2 separate regions of the Mus musculus genome follow, and region 1 is linked to region 2. A link is a contact called in public Hi-C data. All regions are on one chromosome and are shown on one strand. Each heading gives the region's core, a stretch centred on a gene start, on an enhancer-like site or on the middle of the called end of the contact. The rest is flanking DNA. Distances are from core to core; before and after follow the strand shown.

Region 1 (4,985 bases), core at 54-2,553, 450 kb before region 2:
CCGCTGGGCCTGGCTTTTAAATGGGTGCTGGGGATCCGAATTTTACCCACCGACCCATCTCTCTAGCCCATGATTAAGTCTTTTGGATAAAGCTTCCTGTCTCCAGAAAAGTCATCAGACTTATTTATGCAAATCAAAATGGAGGTTTGTGAGATAGGGTGAGGTTAGGAGAGAAACAGAATTTACCGGTCTAACAGGGTAGCCTCGGTTGGTTGTAAGTAGCTTAGCCCGAATGACAAGTTAGCACTGGGTTTCAGCTAGCTAGTTTTGCAAGCCTCGAATGAATGATGTATGCAATACTGACACAGTCGTATGATGACGTGCTTAAGGGGAAAGATGCAGTGTTCTGTTTGTGTCCTAGTTAGCTAGCGTGCTAAGTAAACAAGCAAAGCTAAAGTACTATATAGTCTTTTAATACTATTTTGGGGGCAATCTAATAGCAAGCCACAGTGCTCTCTGTGTAAAAGCTTTACGGAAGCTGCTTAGTTACGGAAGAAACAGAAAGGGTAAAACATTGCTTCCCAACTAGACATATCGACTTTCTTCGTTGTTCATTGTACATCTTTGTGAATATCAGCCACTGCTGTGATAAACAGCTGTATGTACCTCTAGGACACAGATAGGTCTTAGCTACAGGGTTAAACCTTATCTGCCTGGCTTTCTGGTAATGTTTACACTTTCAATTTTTTGAGTTAAAATTTAATTCTCCAAAAAGCTATTTGAAGTTAACTCTTGGCATTAATATGAACTTTGTACTGCCATCCCCATAGTGGTCTGTTCTCTCTCTCTCTCTCTCCTCTCTCTCTCCCTCCCCCCTCTCTCTCCATATATATATACATATATGTATATACATACATATATGTATATATATGTATATATATACACATACACACACTTTGTGCAGACAAACTTTAGTTTTGGTTTTGTTGAACGTCTTCAACTTTTCTAAGCACATTGTCAAAAAGCAGAAGCTCAAGCAACTTCAAAACAGCACTGAATTCCTCACTATAATCACTTGGAGTGCAGTGAGTACAGTTGTGGGCTTTGAGGTTTGCTAGTGCTTAAGCTCCAGCCAGTATAGAGAGCCTCCTCCCGGCTACAGTCTCCTGTCTGCCTTTGGTGTAAGACGTACAATTCTTAGCTCCTCCTCCAGCACCAAGTCTGCCCGCATGATGCCATGCTTCCCCACGCTGATAATGGACTGGACCTCTGCCAGTGTAAGCCAGCCCCACTTAAATGTTTGCCATTGTAAGAGCCTGTCTCCTTCACATTCAGGTTTTACCTCCACTGTTTTAGATGACGTAATCCTTGGCTTTCCTTTCGAGGGTGTCCTCTTCTAGGTATGCTTAAATTTTAGCCCCGCCACCAGCCTTGTTCTGTGTTAACTGTCAACACTAGCTATGGTCTTCTGCTTGTGTCATCTGCGACCTAGACCATAGCCAGAAATCAGAACAACCTCCCATCAACTGCCCACAGTGCCCTTCACAAACTACTGAACAGCACTGCCTTCCTCCACGGTCAGAGCTCATGGAAGATGAAGAGTTTGTCCACTTTGCTCTCTTATGTCCAGTTCACTTCTCAGACAAAAACAGTTGGCTTCTCGCCTGTTACCCCACACCAAGATGCTCTCTGAAAAGTCTTCGTGACTGTCTGCCAAATTCCGACTTCATAGAGTGTTCCGATCAGAAGCATCTTGTCTTTCTGAGAACGCTCCTTACCGTGGCTTCTGGGATACTCCTGTGCCTTGGTTGGGTTCCAGCCCTTCTTACTGCATCTTCTGTTTCCTCATTTACACGCTTTGCTATAGTTCTCTGTGGTTCTGACTTGATCACACTTTCACTCCATATTTTCTTTTATTTTTTATTTTAGATTTATTTATTTATTATATGTAAGTACACTGTAGCTGTTCTCAGATACTCCAGAAGAGGGCATCGGATTTCGTTATGGATGGTTGTGAGCCACCATGTGGCTGCTGGGATTTGAACTCAGGACCTTCGGAAGAGCAGTCAGCGCTCTTAACCACTGAGCCATCTCGCCAGCCCCGTAATTTCTTTGGATAAATCCCAACTTATCATTTTTTTATTTTAGTTTTGAGATGTTTTTAGAAGGTCAGTGGTAAACTCGTCTGTCAAATGTCATCATCTGTGGAGTCACAGCATCTCAGTCACTTCAGAGGATCCTTCAAAATGGGAGCATCCACTCTTGGGTAGGCTTTTGCTCAATAGCTGTCAGTGTATGAGAAATGTTGTAACTCTGCTGTAGAGACTATAGTGACTAAGACCTGTTAGTGGGTGTTGCTATTTCACTGGCTAGATTTCATCTCATTACCTTGCCTCCCTTTCCACATATTGCCTAAGAGTCTTTTAAAAGTTAAACAGATGCATGATTTCGCAACCATCTTTCTGGATGAAGTTTAGAGTCTCATTAGTGAACTGGCTTTTCAGCTGTTTCCTTGTTAAGTGCTTGCCTAGACTCATTGGATTGGCTTCTGTTTCCTGTAGTTTCGGGCATATATTATAGTTTAACTTTTTTGTTTAGTATTATTTTTCCCATTGGAACACAGAAAAAAAAATCACCAAAAGCAAAAAGAATATTTACAACAGGGGCTGGAGAGGTGGCTCAGTGGTCAAGAGTGCTTACTTCTCTTGCAGAACTCCTTGACTCATTCAGTTCCCAGTACTCACACGGTGGCTCACAACCACCTCTACCTCCAGTTCCAAGGGACCCAATGGCTTCTTCTGACAGGTGCAGGTTCCTGTGTGTCTATGGTGCACACACATTCACATAAATTAAGTAAATGAAAAAAATTAAATAAGAATACTCAGCATATTGGAAGGTTACAATCACAAAACCTCTTCATAGCCTCTATTTTCTGTCTTGGCATAGTATACGCTCTACCCTTGGGATATGCCCTGTTCTTAGATGGGCGTCAATTCTGGGAGTCCTCCTCAGAGAAGAAGAAGTAAGATTACTATATAGACCTCACCAAATATCAAAAGAACATAGAAATGCTGGGATATGTTTCTCAGTTAAACCATCATGACCCTGACTCTCAGTATAGAGAGGCTCTTCTCCTGAAGGGCAGAGCCTATGGCAAACATGGCCAACCCAGAGCACTAGGTGGGACTTGAGACAGAAGTCAGTACCATGGGCTGTATGTCCTCAAATTGGAGACATAGAAACTCAATGATTTCCTCCTGAATCTGTTAGAGCTTTACTTACCTCCTAGACCCTCTCTGTCCCCTCAACACTGTGACTGATTCTCAAGCTAGTGGTCCCTCCTAATCCTTTGCCCTACCACAGGCACTGCTAACTTGGCCGAGATTTCCACATCTGGGTCCTATTTTCTTATATTACAGCAGCCATATGCATCATTTAACATTTCCAGAATGTAAGTCAGAGAACAGGGGGAAGCTTCCAAGCTTATTGAGGAATACATCCATTCTCGCATCAGTTTTTATACACGGATGTGTGTGCATATCCATGCACAAATATTTGATGGGCATATAATAGCCACTTACCATTAGCCTCCTTTTAAAATTTGTCATTCTATTCCTTTTGGTTTGGAGGGGACACTACCTTCTATCATATTATCAGAAACCCTTTTGTTAACCTGTGTATTTTTCTACTACTCATCTTTGCAGATGTCTACCCATCTGTCCCTCCTCACCTGCTTCCGCTCAGGTGGGTCCATTCATGCACATACTCATCCATTTATCATCCACTCATTGACGATGTCCTGAACACAGCGCTGTGCTGTCACTGTTAGATACAGGGAACTCCAAGGCTTGGGTCATCATTTTCCTTTTCTTACATATACTACTTCCAAACTTCTGAGCAGTTCTGATCCGCAGGGGAAGGAGGTTTGAAAGATTCTTATATACAAAGACCTACCCAAGGCAGATGTGCCAGGAAGTGGTTCAGAACAACTTCTGTCACCCACTTTTATGATAGAAATAGAGTTCGCTTGGGTAAGTGTCCCCAAGAGCCTGCATTGCTGTAAAAAAAATACTGCCAACTGCAAGCACTTACACCAGGCTGGCCCCTGCCTAACTGACAAATATGATCTCTATACAATCATCAATTCAGCACCCATGTCAGAGACAGATCATGCTACTCATCAGACCTTCCCTCTCCCCCCTCAGTGCTCAGCAGACCTGCCCTCTCCCCCCTCAGTGCTCAGCAGACCTTCCCTCTCCCCCCTCAGTGCTCAGCAGACCTTCCCTCTCCCCCCTCAGTGCTCAGCAGACCTTCCCTCTCCCCCCTCAGTGCTCAGCAGACCTGCCCCCTTGACGTTACCCAGCAGGTCAGTGGTCAGCAGTTTGCTTGGAGTCCTACTGATTTTGTTGTTGTTGTTGTTTTTGGTTTGGTTTTTTTTTGTTTTGTTTTGTTTTGTTTTGTTTTGTTTTGTTTTGAGACAGGGTTTCCCTGTGGAGCCCTGGCTGCTGTCCTAGAATTCTCTCTGTAGACCAGGCTGGCCTCAAATTCACAGAGATCCTCCTGCCTCTGCCTCCTGGTTGGGATTAAAGGCGTGTGCCTCCATACCTGACCTCTACATTCCTACTTTTAAGCTCCCTCACTTTCACAGTTATTTTAAATGGGAAGTTTTCTCAAATGTGTGTGTGTGTATGTATGTATATATATATGTGTGTGTGTGTGTGTGTGTGTGTGTATGTGTATATATATATATGTGTGTATTTATATTCACACATATATATACACATTTATATACACATATGTCTATATTAAATGTATTATATAAAATGTAAACATATATATTATATATATTTTTAACATGTCTGAAAATCGCCTTTCTCTCAGGAGAGTGGATGTTTATGGTCTCAGCCTTGTTGCCCACAGGTCTCAGAGTTTCTCTGGATGCTGTGCCGTAAGTGTTTCCTCTCTGGACCCTTCCTTCATCTTTCATCAAGGTGAGGCTCATCACACATCCCATTGTTCCCTCCACACTCTTGCTTGTAGTCTTA
Region 2 (4,952 bases), core at 1,104-3,603:
AAGCCCAAGAGCTTCACAGTGCTCCCTCTGTGTAAAACAAAAACAAAAACAAACAAACAAACAAAAAAAACCAGCAAAGTATTGCACAAAGGAAGTACAAATGCTGGAGGCTGAGGTTGCTTGTGATAGAATAGAATAAATTTTCTATCTATACATTTGAAAAAGAGGTGGAAGGGAAAACGTGCTTGTTTGCTGCCGTGGCTCAGAACTGGAAAACAGGAAGCCACCACGCATGGCAAGCACTAATTAAGAAAAAGGCGGGGGCAAGTGGACCTCTTGTGAGTCTGAGGTCAGCCTGGTCTACACAAGTGAGATCTTGTCTCGAGACAACACAGAACTAAAGAAAAGTTATGTGTGACTCTGTGGTAGGATGTGTCCTAAATATTACAATCTCCAACCCCCGTGAATACAGGACACTGATCAACCACACATATGTAGTAGGAAGAATTCAGCATGCAGTAACACCTTTCTGTCCCCATCTCCATGTAGGTCAAGTATAAAGAAGCAATCGGACAAGGAACTCCGATCCCTGACCTGCCCGAAGTGAAACGCGTCAAGGAGACCCAGAAGCACATTAGCTCGGTACTGACTCTTACTTGGCATGCATTTGTAAGACCCTCTCAATCGGCACCCTAGTTTCATCCACCCCTTCCTTCTGCTAAAGGCCCCCCCAATACCTGGGGATGCTGTGACTCCTCCCTTGTCCCCCTCAGGTTGCCAGGAGACCTCAGTCTAGCAGTAGCTCACTCCCTAGTACTCCTTGTTATACTCGAACTTCTCCGTTGCCAACTTCCTTTTGAATTCTCTGTCCACTAACCTGAAGAAAACAAAACAAGCCCAGGGGTTCTGTGTTGCATTGGGTTGCAGTAATTTCTGTAATTTTGTTTGATCCAGGTGCTCCACTTGCCTCAGCCACCATGTGCATTCATGGTGTGTACCACCAAGCCAGGCTTAGGTTGAAACTTATTAAGGAAGGAAAGAAGGGAGGGAGGCAGGGAGGGAGGGAGGAAGGAAGGGAGGGAGGGAGGGAGGGAGGGAGGAAGGAAGGAAGGAAGGAAGGAAGGAAGGAAGGAAGGAAGGAAGGAAGGAAGGAAGGAAGGAGAGAGAGACAAGAGATTTAGAAAGTGGGGATCACTTACTGTGTTTTTTTGTTTTGTTTTGTTTTGTTTTAATGTCTATTGATGATAGCCCTAAGAGGAAACATAGATTTAGGGCAGGGACAGAGGACACTGTTCAGTGATGGAGCACATGCCTACCATGCACTCAGGCCCTGAGTTTGGTCCCAACAGTGCAAATAAAACATAAAAATACACACAGGGAAAAAAAGACCAGGCAACAAGCACTGGCTTCCTTGATCCTGTAATCATTCAGACAGAGACGCTCTTCCTGGAAGGCAAAGTCTGTCAGCTCGTATGAGATGTCCAGCTAGGGATCAGCTGAGGCTCAGTAGAGCTGGGAGCGGTGATGCGAGCCTGTGGTCCCAGCACTCAGCAGGCTGAATCAGGATTTCTGGGAGGTTAACACTAGTCAGGGCTAAGTAGCATAAGAGCCTGTCCCAAAAATAGAGGGAGAAATAAAAGGTAAAACGGTAAGAATTGTATTAGGAAATACATAAAATTCTCAATGACTCTGAAGAAGTGAGAACTAGAACACCACATGGTTAGAAAATTCTAAAATAGACATGTGCTTTGAGTACAAATATGTAGGCATAGTTATGCTCCAGGCACTAGCCTGGGTGCAGTAAAATGGTTACTTTGGATTTGGTTTGCTTTTATTTTTGTTTTTTTTGGTTTGGGTTTTTTTTTTTTTTTGATGGGGTGGTTACTGGAAACTGAACCCAAGGCTTTGCACGTGCCAGTCAAAAGGGTTCTCATTGTTTATTAAACTTATTATCGTCATTTAAAGCATTTTAAGAAGATACTAAGTATTGGCTGTGGAAAATGCAAAATTGAGTTTCTAGTTTTCTAGTGGGCAAAATTTCTACAAATATTTATGGACTTCTTTTCCTCTGTCCCTGAGTTCATCTTGCAAAGGCAGCTTGCTTTTATGGGCGCTCAGCAAAGCTCCCTCCCGGAGCTATAATCTGAACCATTTGTGGTGACTCTGCTTTCTGGGTATTCTAATTATTCTGCAGGTTATGTACAAAGAAAACCCGGGAACAGGCATCCCGACCACTGTCACTCCAGAGATTGAGAGAGTCAAACGCAACCAAGAGAACTTTAGCTCGGTATTTACAGATACATGAAATAAGACATTCTGTCCCATAAAAAAACTACCAGAATAACCTCCCGTTCTACTTTTCAAAGTAACAGCTTAACGACTCAGTGTGTGTTTTGTGTATCATCCTCTGATGAAAACCACCTGACCTGATGCAGAATTGGCCACTCTTCGCTCTTTAACAGTTTCAGCAACTGACTGGTGTGAGCTAGATCTGAAACACTGTTAGCAGCATTAACAAGCTTCCTTGGGGTGCTTGAACCCTGGAACCCAGTGCTTCCTGCTGTACCTAAGACATAGCAGTGTAAAGTGCATCTGTAAAGTTGTCACTTTCAGAACATTACCCTGACTAAATACTGCTCTCTAAAATCGCCCTCCTCACCCACACCCCAACCTACCCCCTTCCTCCGTCTCTGCTTGTTTTGAATGTTTTCTGGGTACTTTCTTGTATCTCACAGGTTTTGTACAAAGAAAGTTTGGGAAAAGGAACCCCTACAGCTATCACTCCAGAGATGGAGAGAGTCAAACGCAATCAAGAGAACTTTAGCTCGGTATTTCTTAGGGGCAAAAAATCCTGACCCTAATACTTATTATAATACGGTCACATTAATATCTTTAACAAACAAATGTAAAATTACTAAGTTCATATAATGAAGGAATGATGCCAGTATTACTTCAGATTTCCACCCAAATCTAATGAAATTTTTAACAATGGTGTGAAATTTTAACTGTTTTCTTTAAATCACTTTCCTTAAAAACCCATAATTTCTCAGTTTCCTTCCTCCAGTCTAACTAGTATGGCACAGGTCAAAAGTTAAATCTAACATCCTTCCCCAAAGGTCAGTACTAACCAGAATCATATTTACTGTGACTTGATTTTTTTTTTTAAATATTTGTAGCTTTTCCTAAGTGGTCATGTTTCTTAAAACATCTTCATTTGACAACAACAGACCAATTTATATGGCTCAGGAAGATTTACTTATGTCAGGGAGCTCTGTTTGTTTGTTTGTTTCCTTCGGGATGTATTCAGGATCAGTAGTTTAAATGTTCATAGAGATTTATTTAATCTCAAGTCCTCTGTTTTTCAATGTTGTCTCTAACTCATTATAGATAGTAACTTCAGTTAGCTTACGTGCTGTCTGGTCGAGCCCAATCCTCTCTATTTGAGAAGTTATACATAAGCTAAGCAACCCTGTGTGTGCATCAGTGTTACCAGGAGACCAACTACTGTACAGGGGACAACTAAACGCACAACGGCAGTCCGCACTTGCTCTATTTTGCAGGTTTATTTTCGTTCTTTGTAAGGACAGGAACTCGTGGTGATTTATTTTAAGATGAGATCTACCTGAAAGATGGATCCATTGCTGATGTGACTGTTGGTTCTGTGCACGCAGATACTGTACAAAGAGAACCTGAGCAAGGGGACCCCCTTACCTGTCACTCCAGAGATGGAGAGAGCCAAGCGCAATCAAGAAAACTTTAGCTCGGTATTTGCGAGAAAGTTCCTTTAACTCCATATTAAAAACAATTTCGATAAAACAAAATCCTTACCATTTACCCCTTTATAATAATTTAACAAATACTTGGGGGAAAAAAACCCCACAAACAAAAAAAACCCTCACCAACTGAATCCTTCTGCCATGGATATTTTACTTACCATTTTAAACCAATGCTTTGTACTTTCTGAAATACCCCTTAAACCTTCTTTAAACCTTCTTTATGTTAGATGTGTGGGTATATCTGTATTAACTTTGTGTCTGTATGTGGTGTTGGGAATTGGACTCATGGCCTTGCATGGGTTAAGCCAGTGCTCTACCACTTAGGCCCCTCCCTTAACATTTTGAATTGGTTCTTTTCCTTTTCAACATTGTTAGTCTTGGTCCTCTTGAAATTAAATGACTTCCAAATGACCCAAAACTGGGAGCTTGTATTTCCTTGGAAATCTTTCAATCTGATGTTTCTGGGTTAGTGCAACAAGACACTGGTCCAAGGCTGTATGTGAGAACAGCTCCCTGGCTTGGGAAAGTGGTGACTTGACCACAGGTCCTATGTGCATAGATAGAGATGGACTCAAGTATTGGAACCAAAAGACTTACTTTGATAGTTGTTCTAAACGAGCCATCACATGACTAGAAATCTATGCTTTCCATTTTTTTTAAAAGACAGGATCATCCTATGTAGGCTAGGGTGACTTTAAACATGCCACCCTCCTGCCTCAGCCTCCCCGGCCCTAGTTTCATAGGCATGGTTTTATAAAACATGCTAATTAAATCAGAACATGAATTTACATTATTTTCTTTTATTAACTTATATTCCTTAAAAAAAAAAACCCTTACCAGAATAAATTACTTGTTATCCTTCCATATAAGGAACTTCTAGGCTTGAAATGGAGATTTATGTATCTTCTGAAAACTGGATCCACTCTTGGGGAGGAGGGTTGACCTGAAATTCACTTCATTTTGGTTGAGTACTTCCTAACAACTGGCTCTCTCACACAGTAGAGCAGTATCTCCTTTGGAGTCCACTTTGTGTTTTGTCCCTAATTACTGCTTACTAACAACGTCTCCGTAACCGTGAGTTTCATTGTATGTTGATATTTCTTTTGAGCTGTCTACTGTTTTTTTCTATGAGCTCATTATTCCTTTTGGGGGGAAAGTTGTTGCCTTTTAAAATTTTAGTCATTTCTATATCACAGTGAATTCTTGTATATCTGTTTGAAACTATTCTAATGGCCC

The links. Hi-C and Micro-C count contacts between places; a contact is called where the count stands out from the background.
Region 1: a contact with region 2 is called in a Hi-C map of uterus, with 4 times the contacts expected there. The contact joins two enhancer-like sites. A contact is called at or near these places in 1 of 15 datasets of contacts at CTCF or cohesin (pro-B cells), 16 of 484 Hi-C or Micro-C datasets (embryonic stem cells, nephron progenitors, trophoblast stem cells and 1 more) and 2 of 9 other capture datasets (adipose tissue and embryonic stem cells).

The regions. Positions count from the first base shown.
Region 1 is chr2:52,599,784-52,604,768 of GRCm38.p6, reverse strand. The region is part of intron 2 of Cacnb4 (calcium channel, voltage-dependent, beta 4 subunit); the gene reads left to right. Among named protein-coding and RNA genes, the nearest start is that of Cacnb4, 74 kb to the left of the region's middle. Within about 2 kb of position 1,303, at least 33 of the 459 cell types and tissues checked have an H3K27ac peak or open chromatin away from gene starts, as enhancers often do. A contact at or near this core is called in uterus, where this site is marked.
Region 2 is chr2:52,155,107-52,160,058 of GRCm38.p6, reverse strand. Neb (nebulin) reads left to right here. Exons shown (of 157, transcript NM_010889.1): 145 at 490-582; 146 at 2,135-2,227; 147 at 2,676-2,768. Among named protein-coding and RNA genes, the nearest start is that of Gm52510, 26 kb to the right of the region's middle. Within about 2 kb of position 2,353, at least 3 of the 459 cell types and tissues checked have an H3K27ac peak or open chromatin away from gene starts, as enhancers often do. A contact at or near this core is called in uterus, where this site is marked.